Linked DNA regions of Gossypium hirsutum: regions 1, 2 and 3 are each linked to region 4. A link is a contact called in public Hi-C data. All regions are on one chromosome and are shown on one strand. Each heading gives the region's core, a stretch centred on a gene start, on an enhancer-like site or on the middle of the called end of the contact. The rest is flanking DNA. Distances are from core to core; before and after follow the strand shown.

Region 1 (4,380 bases), core at 801-3,300, 330 kb after region 4:
AATGAGATCAAACATGAAAAATATATGTATGCACCTAAGGCCAACACTGTGAGCTAATCCTGCTGTAAAGGAATGGGTTGAATTTAACTTGTCAATTGGTTCACAAAATGTAGCCAATGCCGGATTATCAATCGAGGATACTTGAACCCGTATTGCAGAGTTTGCCCATGGTACTAGCTTATTCTTCTGGTGTATAGGTTGTATCCAAGCCTCACCACTGCCTTTCCTTGCATGAATTACACAACCTTTATCCCACGAGTTGGATGTTGGTGGGGTGAGTTTAGATAGGATCCGGTGATAGCGGTGATGATACGTTAGCCATTCCTTCTTCATTGGATAATTTGGGCAACCAAGAACACCAAGAACAACTTCCCCATCCTCTATCAATGCTAAAGCAACAGCATATTGATCATCACGTACAAACCCGAATGTACCATCAAGGTGGCCAAGTGCCCAAAATCTTCCAGTAGGACCTCCTGATGAATTGCAGCGACTAATAGCTTCGAGTACATCCAAACTCCTGAGCCGCGTTTCAGGACCCTTAAGCCCAAAATGAGGTGCCTCAACTAGACAATCGTTGACTGTTTTCACCACAGCATCTAGCAGGTCAGCTGCATCAGCTTTAGAGAGGCTTTGAACATCTTTGTTGCCAAGAATAGACACATTTTGGCAGCCGAAGGATTCAGAAAGTATCCAGCTTACCGCTGCATGAACGCTCCAATCTAGAAAGTAGGAATCTTTGGTTAATCTAAGATGGATTTTGCAAGCATAAGCAAGGAAATAGAAGTGTGGGGATATGACTTTCCAAGGATCTTCAAGCAGATGAAAAAATAGTTGGAAAAAAGTTTAATAAACTCATGTTAGACATGTATCCATCCAAATACGAGTAACATAGTACTTCATTGAATGGCCATCAATTTGTTATGGGATTGAAGTTAGGGTATGTTAATGGACCTACTGATCTCTCCATTCTCAGGCATTGCTCCACACGTAATGGGTGACCAGGAATAGTTTCTCCCACTCAAAATTTTAAGGCCCAATTAAATGAGAGATGTGGTCAGCATTTTAACTGTAGGCATCAAATCCTTTTCATGACCCCTTATTTGTCAACAAAACATTGGCAACGCAGCAATTATCCTCATATATCAATTTCAGCTTGTACTAAAAATCATTAACTTTGAATTGGTACATAGAAACACTAGTGATCCAAATTTGTAAATCTGATTGTATCAGCATATAATATAATATAAAAGTATAAAGTAAAACTTGACAAATTTCGAAATTTATTTATGTAAAATTGGGTTCACATAAACACAAACTATATGCGCAAATTCCCCAAAATTTTATGTCCAATAAATCGTATTTCATTCTTGCTAAATAGATCGAAAATTACATGTTATAGAAATAGTGAATGGTATTTTAGTTCTTTGTACCTTGTACTGGAAGTATCCACGTTCTGGGTTACATTTAACCACCCAAGATGCAGAGTTAAAAGGAAAGAAAAGGTGATTGATGTACCTGGCAGAGTGAGAAGAGAGTTGTCATGTTTGGAATGAAGTGAAGTGTGTTGAAGATTGAGAGAGAGAGAAGAGGCCATTTGAACAGCCCTGATAGCGACATCCAATTCCTTGGCATATGCTTCTTGTGCTTGAGCTGGTGAAACAACAAGCTCTCTCTGCTCTTCCATTACTGAGGAAGAAGAAGAAGAAGAAGAAGAAGAGAAGTTTTGGTTAGACTTTAACTGAGAAACAATGTGGAAGTTGTGTGGGTGGGTTTTTGTCCTATGCGTAGGGAAGCAGCTTCCCACGTAGGTAGTGGAAGCTATGTAGTTGGTTTGTGGCAGGAGATGGGGGACTCTGAAACCAAGGGTTGAGCAATTTAAAGGCATTTGGAAATGATTAGATACTCTCGCTCTCTTCTTTGTTTTGCGTTGAGGAGACCTATAAATATAAAAACAAATAAAACAGATAATGGTTTATTGTAATTGTGAGACAAATTACACTCAGGTTGGGTGTAAATTTCTGCATATAATATCTCAATCTCTCATTGCAATGAGATTTTCAACTCAGAACCAATAACACTATATATAAACCAAAAGTCTGCATTCACATCTCTCTCTTCTCTTTAACCATTTTGATTATTCTCACATTTAATATTTATATTTTAACTTTTAATATCTTCTTTTTTATTAAAATGTTACATGATTATATATAATTTTTTCGACAATAATTAATTAATGTCATTAATACATTAATAATTTTAATATTTTTTTTAAATTTTAAAATATTAATTGATAAATTTAATAAAACTAATTTTAAGGAAGGATAATAACTAGACTTCAATTTTAAATCCAAAAAAAAGTGAAGGGGTGGAAAACCCTGATTTGAGTGCCATCCAGAGTGTTGTCTTACTAGGGGATGATCCTGTTTTGTGTCAAAAGTAATGGAGAAACAGGGTGTTGTAGTAATGGAGAGCAGCAGCTTTGATTTTGAATAGTTTCCACTGCATTCGTCAGTAAATGTTTCCTTCTCAGTTTTCCTCGTTAATTGAGCTTAAAGTAATGATAAAGAAGGCGTTAAATGGTGATTAGCATCATGGATGGGTCTCTCTTGATATTGGTGGTCTATCATCCCAAGGTAGAAGCTTGCAAGCGTTTTCAACGTTAGTACTCTTAAATACCAGGGCAATAATTCTTTGCTTTTGGGTGTCATCATGATTTCATCAATACGTTTGAAGTTAATCAAAGTGGTGTTGATAAAAGATAGCCTTAAGCGGTAACATTTTTTTTTTATATTTAATTCAACTTAAATGCTTCACACATTTATTTTTGAAATCCAAACTTCAATTTTATTCAACCTCAGCTGTATTAAAAAAAACAATTATATGTCAAAAATCTATTCATAGATAGTCAAAAATATTAAATTCTTGTTAAAAATAAATTTTTAATTCAACCATGGCGTTAATAATTTTCGTCATTGATTACGTTAATTGTTAAAATGAATTAATAGACCAATCATACAGTAACATATGATAACTTTTATTTTAATCTAATATTTTGTTATAAGAATAATTAAAAATCATTAAAAAATTTTATAAAAGAATAGAAATTTATAAATATTAAATTTTATGTAAACTTATAAAAAATAATACAAACTTATCAATATTATAAAATACAAAATATCTAATAAATCATTAATTTTTTATAAAATTAATATAACATATTTAAAAATGCATAACTATACAAAAATCATAAAAAATACAAATATTAAAATAATAAATTTGATATAAACATATAGGAATTTTAAAAAAGACCATGAAAACTTGATTAGGATAGGATTGATCAAAATAATTAGATTGAAATCAATAAGGTTATTTGTCCAAAGAAAGCCATTAGATCAGTTGACTTGGGAATCAAACGGTTGAACTGATTTTTTTTCAATGTTTTATTTAATTGAACTGGACATACCAGTCAAACTGGCATACTTGTAGCCTGATTGGTTCGACCATCAGTCTGATTCTAAAAACTGATAAGTGTCAAAAGTAACAAAATTTAGCCTCATTCTTTGTGCATTTTTAGGTGATTATGTGACATTAATTATGAATTATATAGTCTTAATATTCATGTGTTGATGCTTAATAGGGCATTTGGGAACAACATGAGTGAAAAACAATGGAAATTAGAACATTGGAGCCAGAGGCAAATTTAGGGGGGCTGATAGAGGCCCCGGCCTCCTAAAATGGAAAATTACTATTTATGCCCTTTAGAAAATTTAAAAAATTAAATTTGTAAAGGTAAAATTTCATTTTGCCCCCCTAAAATTATAAAAAAATTGATTTAACCTTTTAAAAATTATAAAGATACAAACTATTAAAAATTAAAATTTTATTTCGGCCCCCTAAAAAAATTTTCTAGCTTCGTCCCTGATTGGAGTATTCCAAAAGTTGTACACATGCAACAAAGTTTCACACGGGCAATCCAAGCTACCGTGTGTCTAGGGCATGTTGATCTTGGGACCCGTGTGCACTAACAACTGAAAGCTGCAATTTTTAGGTTTTTTTGACACTTTAAAAGGTATAAATAAGGACATAAATGAGGGAATAGGCAACCATCAAGAGATAGCACAAAAATTACCCAACGAATACTATTGAAACCGATTTCTAAGCAATTTTTCATTAGGATTCAAGAGTCCAAGTTGATTTTCAAGGGAGTTATCATGGTTTTCTTTTATTTTGGTGGTTGTATTGTATTTTTGGTGTTTACTTTTGTAAGTATGAACTAATTTTCTTAATACCTAGGGGAGATAAATCCTAAGATGGATTTTATTGTTTGATTTCTAGTTTTATGCAATAAAACCTTAGTTTCTTTGTTTTCAATTATGA
Region 2 (4,907 bases), core at 541-3,040, 400 kb after region 4:
AAGCTTGTCATATGCAACTTTAAATTGATAAGGTTCGTGAGGTAGTCCACCATTGCTCATTGTCTCACAATACACCTGATCAACGCATTATGTACTTAGGCTTTTAATAACTTGACAAGCAAAGAACATGGAATCTCATTTTATAATAAGACAATTCACTCTTGCATGTTTTTCTGAACCAATAACAATCATGAGTATATGCATGTTATTGCACAATACTACATACAGAATGATTAGAGAGGAGAATGTAGATACTGTAAAATATAATATTTCTGGCATACATTAACGCACCTCATGTTTGTTAGTGTCAACGCCTATGCAAGAAGCAAGATAGAAGTATGAATTGGGGCTTGTTGCCAATGCAGACTGTATCCGGCTAACAGGCTCGGAAACCGAGCGGAATTCAAGAGTTCCAACACAAGTTGAAGCAAGCAAAGGGGTGAAAACCATGTGGTTTCGAGGTGATATGCAAACAACATCATAGGCTTTGGTGTCAAGCCCATTGAGGAATCGGCATGCTGCCCATCCAGTACCAAGGACAACCACTCTAGGCTTTTCGCCTGGCTTGGTTGCCTCTAGTCCTGGATACCTTGGTTCATCATGTTCCGACTCCGACTCTGTCTCCACTAGTCGGTCAGCTAAAGGAAACTGATAATGTGGGGTTGTCCTTATTCCCCTGCTCCAAAAATTCATGTGATTCAACCCTTTTATGGTGGAAAGGGATGTCAAATTGCTGTGCACATTGATTTTTTCAAGGGAACCGGATAATCTTTCAAAGAAGATATTCCTCTCAGTCGTGTTACTACCAACGACACCACCTGATCTTCTCAAGCCACTCCTGGCAACCCGTGCAAGTGCCATGAACAACTTGTTTTAATCAAATTTCTAGCAATACCTTTATTTCTGCCCTGGAAAAGAAATATATAGTGAAGTAAGGTATACAATTCAAATATAGCAGAAGGGCTGAATTGAGGAGATGAGTTAAATAGAGAAGCTGGGGAGGGCAACCCGTCGATTCGGTTAACAAAAAAACGATTTAACCGACCAACTCTGTATTTTAACAGTAGAACCAGCCCAAACCTATCAGAAAACACCATATATATGAAGAATATTCAATCGATCATTGCCAAGAAAGTTCTGAATTTGCGACAAATGTATCATTAGAAGCAACGACGATTTGTACAAATACGACTAAATGTGAGGGGAGTAGCACAAATTGCATACGACAAAGTAGTAATAAAATGAAGGCATTTCTTTCAAGAATCTTCTTTTGGTTTCTAAGTATCACTAGAGGCAGCCTAATTAATATATTTAAACATACGAGCAACTATCCTACTATACAAGCACAAAGGGTTTTAGAGATGTTATAGTAAAACCCTAGACAGAAACCAAAAATCTTATCAAACATGTAACAGTGAACTGTTAGAAATAAGTATGACCAATGAACAACCATTTACCACAAAATTGCCTAACTGAAAACAAAACAATAGAAGAGAAAGAAACAAAGAACAGTTTTTTTTTAATAAAGAAGATGAAGGACATTACTTTGGAAATATTTGAGGTTTGTCTTCTTGAAGTAGATTCTGGGAGAGGTTTTAAGAGAAAATGTTAATGGCGTTGTTTTCAGAGAACACACACAAAGAATCAAAGCCCAATAAGTATTAATAGTTTTGGTGATGTCGACAGTAAATTTAAAAAAAAAATACTAAAATAAAAGGTAGATGAAGGTGCTGAAAGCTGAAAGCAGCCGACTTGAGGTGCAAGAAAATTGTTGAGCTAAGCTAAACACCCTCTTGAAAGCATGTATATTTATATTGGTGGAGAACAGGAGAAAGAGAAATTAAAAAAAGAGGAAAGCTGCCGTACATTACGTGAGTTGGAAACGGAAAAAGCAAGAATATTACGGAATCTTTTCTGGTTCCTAATTCTTAAACGACATAGTTTGAAAGTATCATGAATTTAGGGTTTGCTTTTAATAATTTAAAATTGATTTGGCAAGGAAAGCAATATGCATAAAATGTTTTTATTTTTATTTTTAAAATTCTATAAATCTGAAATAAATATATTATTTTAAAGTATTTTTCTCCAAGATGAAAGCTAAATAAATGAGGATGGTTTGTAAAATTCATATGATCCAGCTGGCTGTACAGTATAAAAGCAAAGTCCAAGCAATAGTTCTGTGGAATGGTGGCGGCGACTCTTCAAAGTAAGTGTGAAAAAGTCCCCCAGTTTTTTTGGAAAGATGGAAGTTGAACGGCTTTTGATGGACTTAGGTGAAAGTAAACATCGGGTAAATTTGTTATTTTTATTAAAAATTTAATTTATTTCTATTATTAATTAAATAATACATGTGACGTGTTATGGTACAAGAACTAATTTTTAATAGAATGATTAATTTACCTTTTAATCTAGTACATAAAAATTAATTGGTTTATTTTTTGAGTTAAAAAAGAACAAAATATAATTTGACTCACAGTATAAGAATCTCCATAATATTTTTATAAACAAAATAATCAAATACTATACTATAAATGCATTTTTTAATATTCTTGTATATCGATATAGATGTAGTTTGGTATATTACTTTGAGTTTCTTAATTTTTTAAAATATTTTTATATATTATATATACATGTAAATATAATTTAAAAGCATAATATATATAGTTATATGTAAAATAAATTTTAAAATTGCAAATTAAATCCAATAATTATATTTTATTAAACCAATACAAAATTTAAACTACTTAAAATCGATTTATATTGAGAAAAGACGAGTCCCTCCAACACAGTGTTTGGTGTGAAAGAAAGATCCAGTGCAGGTTCCCCCGGTGTCGTGTTTTTGTTGTAAGTGTCAAAGTTTGACAGGCACAAAAGGGTTGTTTCATTGTTTGTCTTGTCTCCCACGTTCTTGCTGTTTTTTCTTTATTGTTTTGGAATGTCGCATTCAATGAATTGAATTTGGCCTTTGGTTTACTACTTTAGTACGAAATTAGGTTTAAGATAAATTACACCGTAACATCATTAAACTAATACTAAATTTATATTTTCATCCCTTTAGTTTAAAATTTAAAAAATAGTTATTAAATAATTTAAAATTTTTTATTGAAGTCATTGAGTTGTTAAAATCGACTTCTCTGCTCGCATTGCTTATATAAATCAAAAGCTCTCATTCCCTTTCTCTTCTACAATTAAGTTTTTTTTTCATGAAACAACTTTAAACATCATGAATTTACAAACAAACACATTAACAACTTTCTTCCTTGGTCTCCAACATTGACCAACAGATTGACTTCGATTTAAGATATGTTCATCTACTTATTGATGTTTACTAATCCATCATACAAATCGTCGAATTGTCGCTTGGAGCTCAAAATTTAAAAAAAAAGAACTTAATCACCAATGAAAGGAAGCCTCCGAAATTGAAGTTTTCATACAAGTGGCTTGAAGGGAAACACCAAGCAACACTCCCTGAAGTTGTCTCTGATCAATTAGTGGAGATAGTGCCTGTAGGAGTTGGCACTAAGACAAGCATGTCAATTCAACTCTCAGCTTTTGATCAAAGGTTTCTACACCATCTTGATGTTGAGGTTTCCTTGCAGGCGAAAGTTATCCAACAACTACAAGCCAATATTTGAATTGTAACACCCCTAACCTATCTTCGTCGCCAGATTAGGGTTACAGAGCATTACCGTACAATCGAGAACATTAAACATCATATCATTCAAATAGGCTAAACATATCATAATTCATCCAATCGCATGCATTTTGTCCCTAAATTGAGCCATCGAGGCCCTAAAAATAGCTAAGAAGCAATTTGAGACTAATTTGGAACAATTTGGAAAGTTTAGGAACAATTTACAAAAATTAGAAACAATGGTCACATGGTCGTGTGGCCAGGCAGTGTAGAATCACCCTAGGCCGTGTAACTTTCAAACAAAGAACACACGACTATGTCCCAGCCTATATCATCACCCGTGTAACTCACTGAGTAGGGTCACATGGCTGAGTCACACGCTTGTGTCTCAGGCTGTGTGAACCCAAAGTTTACCTAAAATCAAACCATTTCATGCATATTAGAAGGTAGTGGCTGAATAGAGACAGGAAGAAGAAAGGAGCAGGCAGCCCCTCTCAGCAACCTGAGGACACTACGCAGCTGGAGTGTGGATTGGACAAGCGAACTCTATTTTCCCGATGTTCTTCCATTATTTCTAATCTGTTCCTTCGTGAATTATAGTGATGAAAATGATGTTTGAGTTGAATGTTATCTGCCAACCTATAAGTTAAATCTCATAGGGTTGGGATTACTTTGATGAAACTTTAACTATCTTTAATGGTTGTAGTATAAATCAGAATTATTTTACTATTTCATTCAATTGTTTTATTCTTTAAAATGTATGTGACCAATCCCTAGACATAGTTGAATGTGCAACATACCCTTAAATTAATCTAAAGTCTGAAAAGGTTAGATTAGTTAGACCGTGGTTGAATGATATGAACAAGTACTTGATAGATACTTGTAGTAGACTCTATATATAGAGCAATGTTCATACAGAAGGAAACAGTGCAGGGTACCATATTAAAGGCCTATAGACACAGGCAAGGTAACTTGAGGTTTTTGCCTTCGAAAGAAGCATGCCACTTTAAAACTCTTCTGAGCAGTAGGTTAAGTATGATTTTACTGAGGCATTGCTGATAGGAAAAGTAGATTATTAGTAATCCCGACCTTCCCACTCAACATCACGTAACCCTTATCTTTTGTCGTAGTATCTTTGGCATTATATCCTTAGTTGTTTATTTGTCAGTTACATATTATTCATATAATCATTTTCATAATTTCCATTATATTTCTACTCTCGTTTGCCATAGCATTTCCAAGTATTCATTAATTCCACATATTGCATATATTA
Region 3 (4,373 bases), core at 160-2,659, 280 kb after region 4:
GCTTAGATAAAATTACAAATTATACTAAATTTATATTTACTTATTAAAAAAAAACTAAAAATGAGGTAGGTGTTTCATGCTTTTTAATTAAAAATATAAATAGATTAATTTAAAGAAAATTAATATATGAATATGAGTTTTATTTTCATATTTAAATCTTATTTAATTTTATTCTAAATATTAGTGCAAATAATAAATAATTTTGAATTCATACATAATTTTTTATTGAAATATTTTATGGGTGGTTGTTAGAGATGAAAGTGACTTTGGATGGGGTTGGCAGATTTTTGCCAAATCCACTCCTTCAAATGTTTCTAACAAATACCTATTTTAGAAGAGCCTTTTCGATTAAGAATCAAATTTAATATTAGTGTGGACTCAATATTTTATATTAAACTAAAATTTCAAATTATTTTTAAAATTTATTTGAATAAAAGTGAAGTGGTAATAAATTTATATTTTAATATTATTTAATGTGTATTTAAGCTTTGAATTTATAATTTTTTTATTTAAAAACTATATAAATGTGTGAAAAAAATGTTATCATAATAATATTAATTATAATCTAAAAACATGAGTATTTTTATAATTTTATAATTGAGTTGATGACCCAATCAAGTGTAACACTAACTTAATAAAATATTGGTTCTGATTATATATGCTTTTTTTTAATATAATTTTTGAAACTACCCGTAACCCCTTCCCAGCCTATAAATAGGAGAATAATTTACTTCATTCACGTGCTCCTATGTTACGACAATACACATGTCAATCGAGCTGAGACTCAACGACAACTTAATAAAATACTTAAATAATAGTAAATATTGATTTTATCATTTTATGGTTGAAGCCTTATTTTGAAATATATCCTTGAAACTTAAATTCATTTAAAGAAATTTAGCATTTAATAGAGTTTAATAAATTTTTTAAAAAAATACACTAAAAATATATTAGAATTTTTAAAAATTATTCTAATAACTAATAATTTCATTTTGTCAAAAACCAAAATATTTCCATATGCTCTCAAACCTGATTTAATTGTCTATTAGATGAGAAGAATGAAAGGAAAAAAAAAATAGTGCGTTCGATTAAGAAGAAAAGTGAAAAGAAAACAAATAAAAGTGATATCGTGTTTTATACTAATATATAAAAATAATGAAATAAAAAATAAATCTATTTTTCACTTATGTCAAAAAAGGGAGAAAAATTAAAAGTAATTTTCTTTCAAATTTTCCATCTCTCCCATCATGCACGCATATGAAAAAGAAAAATTATGTTATCTACACTTCTAATTTTCTGTATTTACACACTTGAAAATTAATTTAATAAAATATACTTAACCAAATAGAGAATAATGTTTTTTCCCGCTGTTTCGTCACAATATATTTATTATATTCAACAAAACTGACTGTTAACCGAAAAGTCCAACTTCTCATTCCCCCTCTCTATCTCTACCTCTTCTTCCCAAGGGAAACCACGTTTTCTCTCTCTAGAACTTCATTCATGACCCCAAATTTCCTTTGACCTTTCAGTTTTTCCATTCTCTTCTCCTCCAAGCTTCTTCTTCTTTTTCTCCTCTCTAGTTTTCATCTTCCTTGTATTATTCTCCCATTTTCAGTTTTAATTTATTGTTATAAGGTTTATATAGATCAAAAAAGAAAAAAAAAACTTAAAAAGGTGATGGCTGGTCGTTTCGATGAAAACCCGTTCGCTGAAGAAGGAGAAGAAGAAGTTAATCCTTTCTCGGTCAGTTTCTCTTTTCTCTCTCTTTCTTTGTTTCTGTTATTTGATGATGTTTTGGGTTGGGTTCATGCAGTTCAGTTTATGGTAGCCATAGCCAGCTCTTTAGCAGATTATAGGTTGACTTGTTTTTAACTCCCTGATTGCTTTGTTGGGTTTCAGTTTGATCTGAAATTCTTGGTTGAAATCGGTTATGGGAAGTATTTTACTTGGTTGTTGTGTGCTCCTTTCATTGACTTCATGTTTTCTTGTCACCGAACATGCATTTAACGAAGTAGCAAACTTATATAATCCTAGAGATGAAGACTATGATGCCTTGCTGGGTGTATTATCTGTCAATTCTAAGTTAGTTTACGGATGCTAGCAGACATCAGTTTTATTATGATTTTTTTCTTTTGAATAATTTCTACCAGGATCCAGCTGTGAGAGGGAAGGCATCTGGCCAGTCTAAATTTGGTGGAGGTCTATTTTCAAAGGTAACTAAATCCCTGTTTATAAAGTTTCAAGGGAATATTTAATTCAGAACTTAGTGTTCGATGTTAAAATGGCTACTGTCTTAGGACATATTTCCGACTAGAATGGATGTGAGATGTGAAATTTAGCTGTGGCTTTGCTTGTTTACGTACATGGATCCTAGGTAACTTATGCTATGTAAAACCATAACTTGAGGTGATGATGTTGTGCTAAACTACCACTATTTAATCTCTTGATCACACTGAAATTCCATATCTTTTGCTAATTTGCTAGGAATTCTATAGTAAAATCTTAGTGATTAACCTAGAAACTTACTTCTTTTTCTGATGCTGATAGTTTGAGCTAGCTTGCATATATCAAAGTTCTGAAAAAATAGGTTGCTTGTGGCTATATTGTCATGATTCCGTCATGTCTAATTTGACCTTTTAGTATTGCTTCTAAACATCAGTAAACTGGACCTTTTGCCTTGTAATAATACTTGCTTCTTGAACGCCTATTATCAATAAATTTTCAGAATGTTCCAAGTGCTCCACCTGCATCAAACTCAAGACTTTCACCACTACCTCCTGAACCTGCTGGTTTCAATTATGGTCATGAGGCAACAATTGACATCCCTCTTGATACAGCTTCAGGAGGATCAAGTTATCAGGTTAGTGAAGAGTGAAGACCAGTCTCTAAATGCCTTTTCCAATAGTTTTTTAAGCATTTGATCTCCCTGTTCTGGTTTTTCTGTTTAAATCTAGGATTTGAAGAAGAAGGAGAAGGAACTTCAGGCTAAGGAGGCTGAACTGAGAAGGCGGGAGCAGGTATATTGTGGAAGAAATTTTATAACTTAAGAGTTCATTCTTAATCTACAGAATCATAGATTTATTTTTGTTTCCCGCCGACACATTATAAATGATTTTATCCCACAATATTTACTGATAAGCTTATTCGATGCAGGAAGTGAGACGGAAAGAAGAGGCAGCAGCAAGAGGTACCTTTCATTACTTTTTTATAATTTGACTATTCACATAGAAAACATTGAGTTTGTTCATAGTTTCAAAATCTGTTCTAGACTACATTTCTTTTGCAAAAATATTTTGACCTGATTCTATTTCCTTTTATGGTCAGTTACTATTACATTTCTTCCATGAGCTAGAGTTTGACTTCCCTGTTTTGCAGCTGGAATTACTTTGGAAGAGAAAAATTGGCCCCCATTTTTTCCAATCATTCATCATGATATTGCAAATGACATACCAGTTCATCTACAAAGATTGCAGTATGTTGCATTTTCAACATTTTTAGGTAAGGGTTTCTTAGGCTTTTTCACCTTATGTTCTTATGCTTGGTGCACCTATGCATATGTCATCGTTTTTGTCCATAAAGAAAATTTGTGCTGTACTCAATGAGTTTTTCCATTGGGTGATTATTTGTACCATTTTTTTTTCTTTTTAAAAACTCTTTAGCTGGAAAGGGATTTTGTGTAAGCCATGGGTTACAGATAGTTGGTAATGTATTTTGATTCTATGCAGGGTTGTTTCTGTGCCTGCTGTGGAACATTGTAGCTGTTACTACCGCATGGATCAAAGGAGAAGGTTAGTTTAGAAATGCATTTCCATATTTCATGTTTTCCTTTGAATATATAACGTTAGATTGTGTTGTGTTTGACTGTATTTGTTTTTGTTTAGCTGTGAGGATCTGGTTCTTGGCTATCATCTACTTCATAGCAGGGGTTCCAGGAGCCTATATTTTGTGGTATCGGCCGCTGTATCGTGCTTTTAGGTACTTAACATACTCCACTCTTTTCCTGAATATTGCAATTCAGTTTTTGGGTTGCCTCTACTGCAAAGTTTCGTTGTCATTTCCTTAAATTTGGCTGTTCACATTCCCTGCACTTGCTAATCTCTAATCATCACTTATTTTAATTGAAATATTTTCTCACCTTCCGACCATAATGCAGGAAAGAAACTGCTTTATCATTTGGACGGTTCTTCCTATTTGATTTGGTACTAACTCATGTTTCTCTGGTAGATATGTTTCTTTGTTGCCATGGAGTCCGTAATACTGATTCTTTTGATCCATGTTGTTTTCCCTGTTTATAGCTTCACATCGGATTTTGCATCTTTGCTGCTGTGGCTCCTCCTATAGTTTTTAGAGGGAAATCACTAACGTATGTT
Region 4 (4,801 bases), core at 563-3,062:
CCCATGCATTCTCCTTATGGTCTGGTCTTTGTGAGAATCCTAAAAGGAGTTCCAGGTATAGTAGTAGGCAGCTCAAGATCTAGTTTCAAAGACATAATTACGCATCTCAATCATATGATTAATCTCTAAAGATAAAACTTTTTTGTTCTTAAAGTTGTCTCAATGTGAACTCCTTTAACCATACCAAAAACCCAATAGAAGCCTCAAGTTCTTGGATAAAGAAAGATGGAAAAGGAGCAATCATTTTGTACCAAATTGAATCATATTTTGCAGAAAACACATGTTTTTCCACACCAACATGTCAAGTTAAAGGCATTCAATTTCATACGTTCTTAAATACAACCAAAATCTCCCATTGCATTGCAGTCCGGATTGACATTTGCATTGAATCAGTATTCACAAACAAAACAAAAACAATAAGAGAAATTACAATATATGAACTCTAAAGGTACAATATTTTCTTTTAATCCTTAAAGAAAGATGAAACATTCAAGGGAGACAAGAGGATTTTCAAGTGATTCATTTGGAGCACTCGTTGTAGCACCATTATTATTGCTGCTTGGCCATTTCCCTTCCATGGTAGTTGTAGTAACGTGTTGTTGTTGCTCTCCTGGGTCACGTCGGACCCTACCAGGAGAATGAATGGTCCTACCTCCGGACGAGCTCCGACCCATTACAGCTCTATTCACCGCAGGTGATCTTGACCTCCTCCCTGAACTCCCACCCGGATCCTTCCTTGGCGGATCGGGTCTTGACCCACGTTTCACTGGGGATCCCCCCTTGCTTTGAACCAACCTCACTGATGATCCCCCGTTCACGACCCCATTTCTTTTGTTAGGTGATTGATCAAGCTTCCGACCCACGACACGGTTCCTTGACCCGGGTCTTGCCGAAGATCTGAACACCTTTAGCTGCCTCACTTCATCTTCTTCATCTCTCCTATCAGTAACAGTGGAAAGGCTTTCACTTAAACTCACGCTGCAAATCTCGGAAACCTCTTCCGAAGCTGACTCTTCAAGGACAGGTGATTTTGGTTTGGTCTTGACGTTGAAATTAAGGCTTTCCTTCTCTTGGATCTTGACAAAGACCGGTTTCTCAATCTGGGTTTGCTTGCTCTCTTCTTGTTGTGGGGTAAAGATGGGAGCTTTGGTTTTTGGGGTTTCAGATAAAACTTCCTTCACAGTTTCTTCTTCAGCCGAAGGTGGTGGAGCTTTGGATTCAACACCCACTTGCAAATGTGATTCCTTCGCACGAAGGGAACCTGTGTTGGTGCTTACACAGCAACCCATTTGAGGAAATGGAATCTACAGATTGACTCAGAAACAAAGTGCCATTGTTGAGTTTTAAGTTCAGCAATGATCTGTTGGTAAGTAGATTAAGTATTTCCCGGCTTTAGACTCGATGAAGAAGGTCTCCACTCCCCATAACGGAGGCGTAACCTCAATGGAGTGCATTTTATTCTTAGGTAACATATTTCTATTTATCTAAATGACCTTCATATTTCGTCGTTTTTCATTCAAGTCCCTTTGAGCTGCATATGTCTCGTGATTTGTGGAATTTTTAAGGAGCGGCGCATGTTCTAGTCGTCTAGAAGAGGAGGTGGGGGGATTATTGATATGTCTTTTTACAGTCCCTCGGTACATGTGATGTCTAAATCTAACCAGAATGGGCGGTCGATGTGGGACCACTGTTAGGGTTAATTGAACGGTTGTGATTGGGTTTATGGTTTGTGGTCGAACACTTGACCCACAACTTTCATGGATTTACATGGAAATGATCTGTTCTTAAACGTATGAAATAATCAGTAAGATTAGGAAAAAGTTGTTAAATTGTCTCAATATTTGGAACAAAAACACTAGCCCTTGCCTAATAATTTGAGACCCTACCTATGATGGAATCTTGGACTGGTAAAGTTGCATATGCCACATCTAATCAACCCTTAGATTTTGCGATACAAGTTGATTTATGCCAAGTAACATGACAAACACAAACTTAAAAAACAAAGAGAGATGCTGCTTATGAGCAGTGACCGCATCTACTTTTCTTTAGCCATCTGTATCAACAGTCAATAGGAAAGCCAATCTCATTATTTCAATTTAAGTTATATTTATTTAATTTTATAAATACTGAATTTGATGGACTATCAAACATATATAGCCCATAGTTTGCAACAAACAAGTTTGGATGTAAAGTATACCAGACAAGAAGCTGAGTGAGACAAATGTTCCATTTGGGTCTTATCTTATGAGGCCATTTTGGTCTCCATTCATCTTGGGTTTGTGAAGAACCAATAACTGATCCATCCCAATCCAATTTTTGCTGCCCAATGGTTTAAGCTTAGTTGGTCTTTCATTCAATTCCAAACAAAACAATCAGTGGCTTTTCCTACTATGTACTTCAAAAGAAAAAACCAACCTTCTCAACATAAAAAGATAGCCTTTATTTATAAAGCCACAAACCATGTAATTATTTTCCTTGAACACTCACATTATGTAGAATTTTTACACTTATTTTTCATTGTTTGGGAATTTTATCATATGATTGTAAAATTAAAATTAAAGGGCAATAATTGAAGCTTTAATTGGTGGATGTAACCTCATGGTTATCCCAACATGTATAGTATAGCATAATTTAAGAAATTATAGATGTTTGAAAGAAGGTGGATTTCAACTTTAAAGACAATATTATTAAAAAATAATTAGGAATGTAACAAAATAAAGAAATAAAATTTGACAGTTAAGAGGCTAACCTCAGCAAAACCAAAGAAAAAAAAAAGGAAAATGGCATTTGGGAAGTGACCAAGCCATTGGCCGCATTAATTCTCTGTACGCCATGAGTGAGAGGCCTTTCTAAAAATATTGTAGGTTTTTTATTATTTAGAAAAAGATTGTAATTTGTATCTCACATAATATTAAAAAAAGGGTGAAATTATCATTATTTTTCTAAAATCGTAATGTAAGGAGGAGGAGGAGGTGTCAAACTAGTGTCATATTCTCTCAATCTTCAATCAACACATTTTACACATGTGAAATGGCAATAAATAAATAAAGTACACGTGACCCATCCCACCCACCTAGCCTACCCCCAGCCTCAACCAAATATATAGTTAAATATCTCCACTTCTCCAACTAGTCTTTTGTATATTATTTCTTCATGATAAAACAGCTAATGGCATCCAAATTTGTACTCTAAAACGCACGCTCTCTCATGATTGAGTTAATACTGTGTGATGTATTTGAGAAAGAAAGGAGTTGTGTTAGTAAAGGGTATGAAAAGCGAAGGTGATGAGGAAGAAACTGGTACATTGCATAGGTCCAATAAATTGGGTTTGAGCTATTCTACATTGGTTAAATATAAATTATTAAGAAAGTTTATATATAGCCTTTCTTTTTATTCTCATTGAATAATTGGGCTATAGGCCGAACACATATATTATTGTAGCTTAATTTGTATTAGTGCCAATGCTAACATGTGTTTTTATCATGCCGTGTGTATTCTCTTTTGAATAAAACTCTTATATTATTTTTCACAAAAATAATTTTTTTAAAACAATTTTATTTTTCTTCTTTTTTTTTATTATTACGAAAATCTAAAACATGAGATTTTTTTTTACTATTGCGCAGAAATGATGGATCAGTTACAAAACTAACCCTACGATTTTTACTCTTTTACCCTTGCATATTTACTATTTTATCCTTCTATTACTATTATAAATAAAGAGTTGGTTTTCCTTATTTTACACATAGAAAGAAAAACACAGCAATAAAAAAATTATTTTCTCCTCTTCGCCTCTTTTTTATTCCCTTCTAAAATTCTGTCATTTTTGCCTAAATTACATTAGAGGAAATTTTGTCTAAAAGTTTGGATTTTAAGCAAGATCAACTATGTTGTAATTTCCTAGGAATTAATCATGTTGTAATTTCCTTGAGAAGACCAATACCAATTGTGTTCCACCTTCCTTATTCGGGTGAACGAATATTGAAGCACTATGTTAACCTTGAGAGATGACGACCACTACACGACTACACCCATCAAGGTAAATTCGTTTCTAAGATAGTGGTTTATCCACGGTGCAGTAAATTTTGATTTCTTAATTATTGATTAATATTTCTAATGTGACATCCCGAAATAGGGCCTAGTTAGAATAGTAATTTCAGGACCACAAATCCGACACCAAAATATTTATTTTATGATTATTATGAGGCCTAGAATATGAGTATATGCATGTGTTAAAGTTTCATGAAGAAATTCTAAGCATAAGGTGTCCAATTGGAAATTAGGGACTAAATTGAATAAATTGCAAAACTTGGATTCTAGAAGCAATTTGTATGAAATTGCTTTAGATTATGAATTAGTAGGTATTGGATAGTAATTTTCCCAAATTCTAAATTTTTGGACAAAAATGGGCTTACATGGATGAAATTTTAAAGAAAGGGCATAAGGGCATTTTGGTCATTTGTCATTTTAAAGAATTAAAATGGGAAAAATCAAGCTAAAATCAGCCCTTCTCCATCGCTGCCGAAAATTGAAGAGACACCATAACTAGGGTTTTCAACATTTTCAAGCTTAATAATAAGTGCTCTTAAGCCCCGTTTTTCATGCTCTTTGTATTTTTGAAATCTCGGTAGCTTTCTCTTCCTATTTCTACCCATATTTCATGCTAGAGTTTATGTTAAAAAATTTACCCATGCATGAGTTATTGGTATTTTGATGGATTATGGAGGAATATGAAAGATTAATGTGTGTTAAACATCTTTTCCAAGTTGGTTTTCATGAGAAACCCTTATAGGGACCATTTTGC

What was found. A called contact is a pair of places that touch in the nucleus more often than the background predicts.
Region 1: a contact with region 4 is called in a Hi-C map of leaf, with 3 times the contacts expected there. The contact joins the promoter of LOC107945895 here to the promoter of LOC107962281 in region 4. A contact is called at or near these places in 7 of 34 Hi-C or Micro-C datasets (callus, leaf and petal).
Region 2: a Hi-C map of leaf shows a contact between it and region 4, with 3 times the contacts expected there. The contact joins the promoter of LOC107945906 here to the promoter of LOC107962281 in region 4. A contact is called at or near these places in 2 of 34 Hi-C or Micro-C datasets (both in leaf).
Region 3: a Hi-C map of leaf shows a contact between it and region 4, with 2.5 times the contacts expected there. The contact joins the promoter of LOC107945873 here to the promoter of LOC107962281 in region 4. A contact is called at or near these places in 7 of 34 Hi-C or Micro-C datasets (anther, hypocotyl and leaf).

The regions. Positions count from the first base shown.
Region 1 is chrA06:91,721,944-91,726,323 of Gossypium_hirsutum_v2.1, forward strand. It overlaps LOC107945895 (PAP-specific phosphatase HAL2-like), which reads right to left and starts at 2,051. Exons shown (of 3, transcript XM_016880047.2): 1 at 1,519-2,051; 2 at 35-722. The coding sequence starts at 1,888.
Region 2 is chrA06:91,793,576-91,798,482 of Gossypium_hirsutum_v2.1, forward strand. LOC107945906 (internal alternative NAD(P)H-ubiquinone oxidoreductase A1, mitochondrial) reads right to left here and starts at 1,791. Exons shown (of 8, transcript XM_016880068.2): 1 at 1,546-1,791; 2 at 292-903; 3 at 1-75. The coding sequence starts at 861.
Region 3 is chrA06:91,678,158-91,682,530 of Gossypium_hirsutum_v2.1, forward strand. It overlaps LOC107945873 (secretory carrier-associated membrane protein 3), which reads left to right and starts at 1,410. Exons shown (of 13, transcript XM_016880030.2): 1 at 1,410-1,746; 2 at 2,154-2,216; 3 at 2,729-2,863; 4 at 2,958-3,020; 5 at 3,157-3,190; 6 at 3,379-3,501; 7 at 3,729-3,791; 8 at 3,885-3,978; 9 at 4,157-4,202; 10 at 4,299-4,366. The coding sequence starts at 1,681.
Region 4 is chrA06:91,392,845-91,397,645 of Gossypium_hirsutum_v2.1, forward strand. LOC107962281 (serine/arginine repetitive matrix protein 1) reads right to left here and starts at 1,813. Exons shown (of 1, transcript XM_016898596.2): 1 at 302-1,813. The coding sequence starts at 1,289. The coding sequence ends at 471.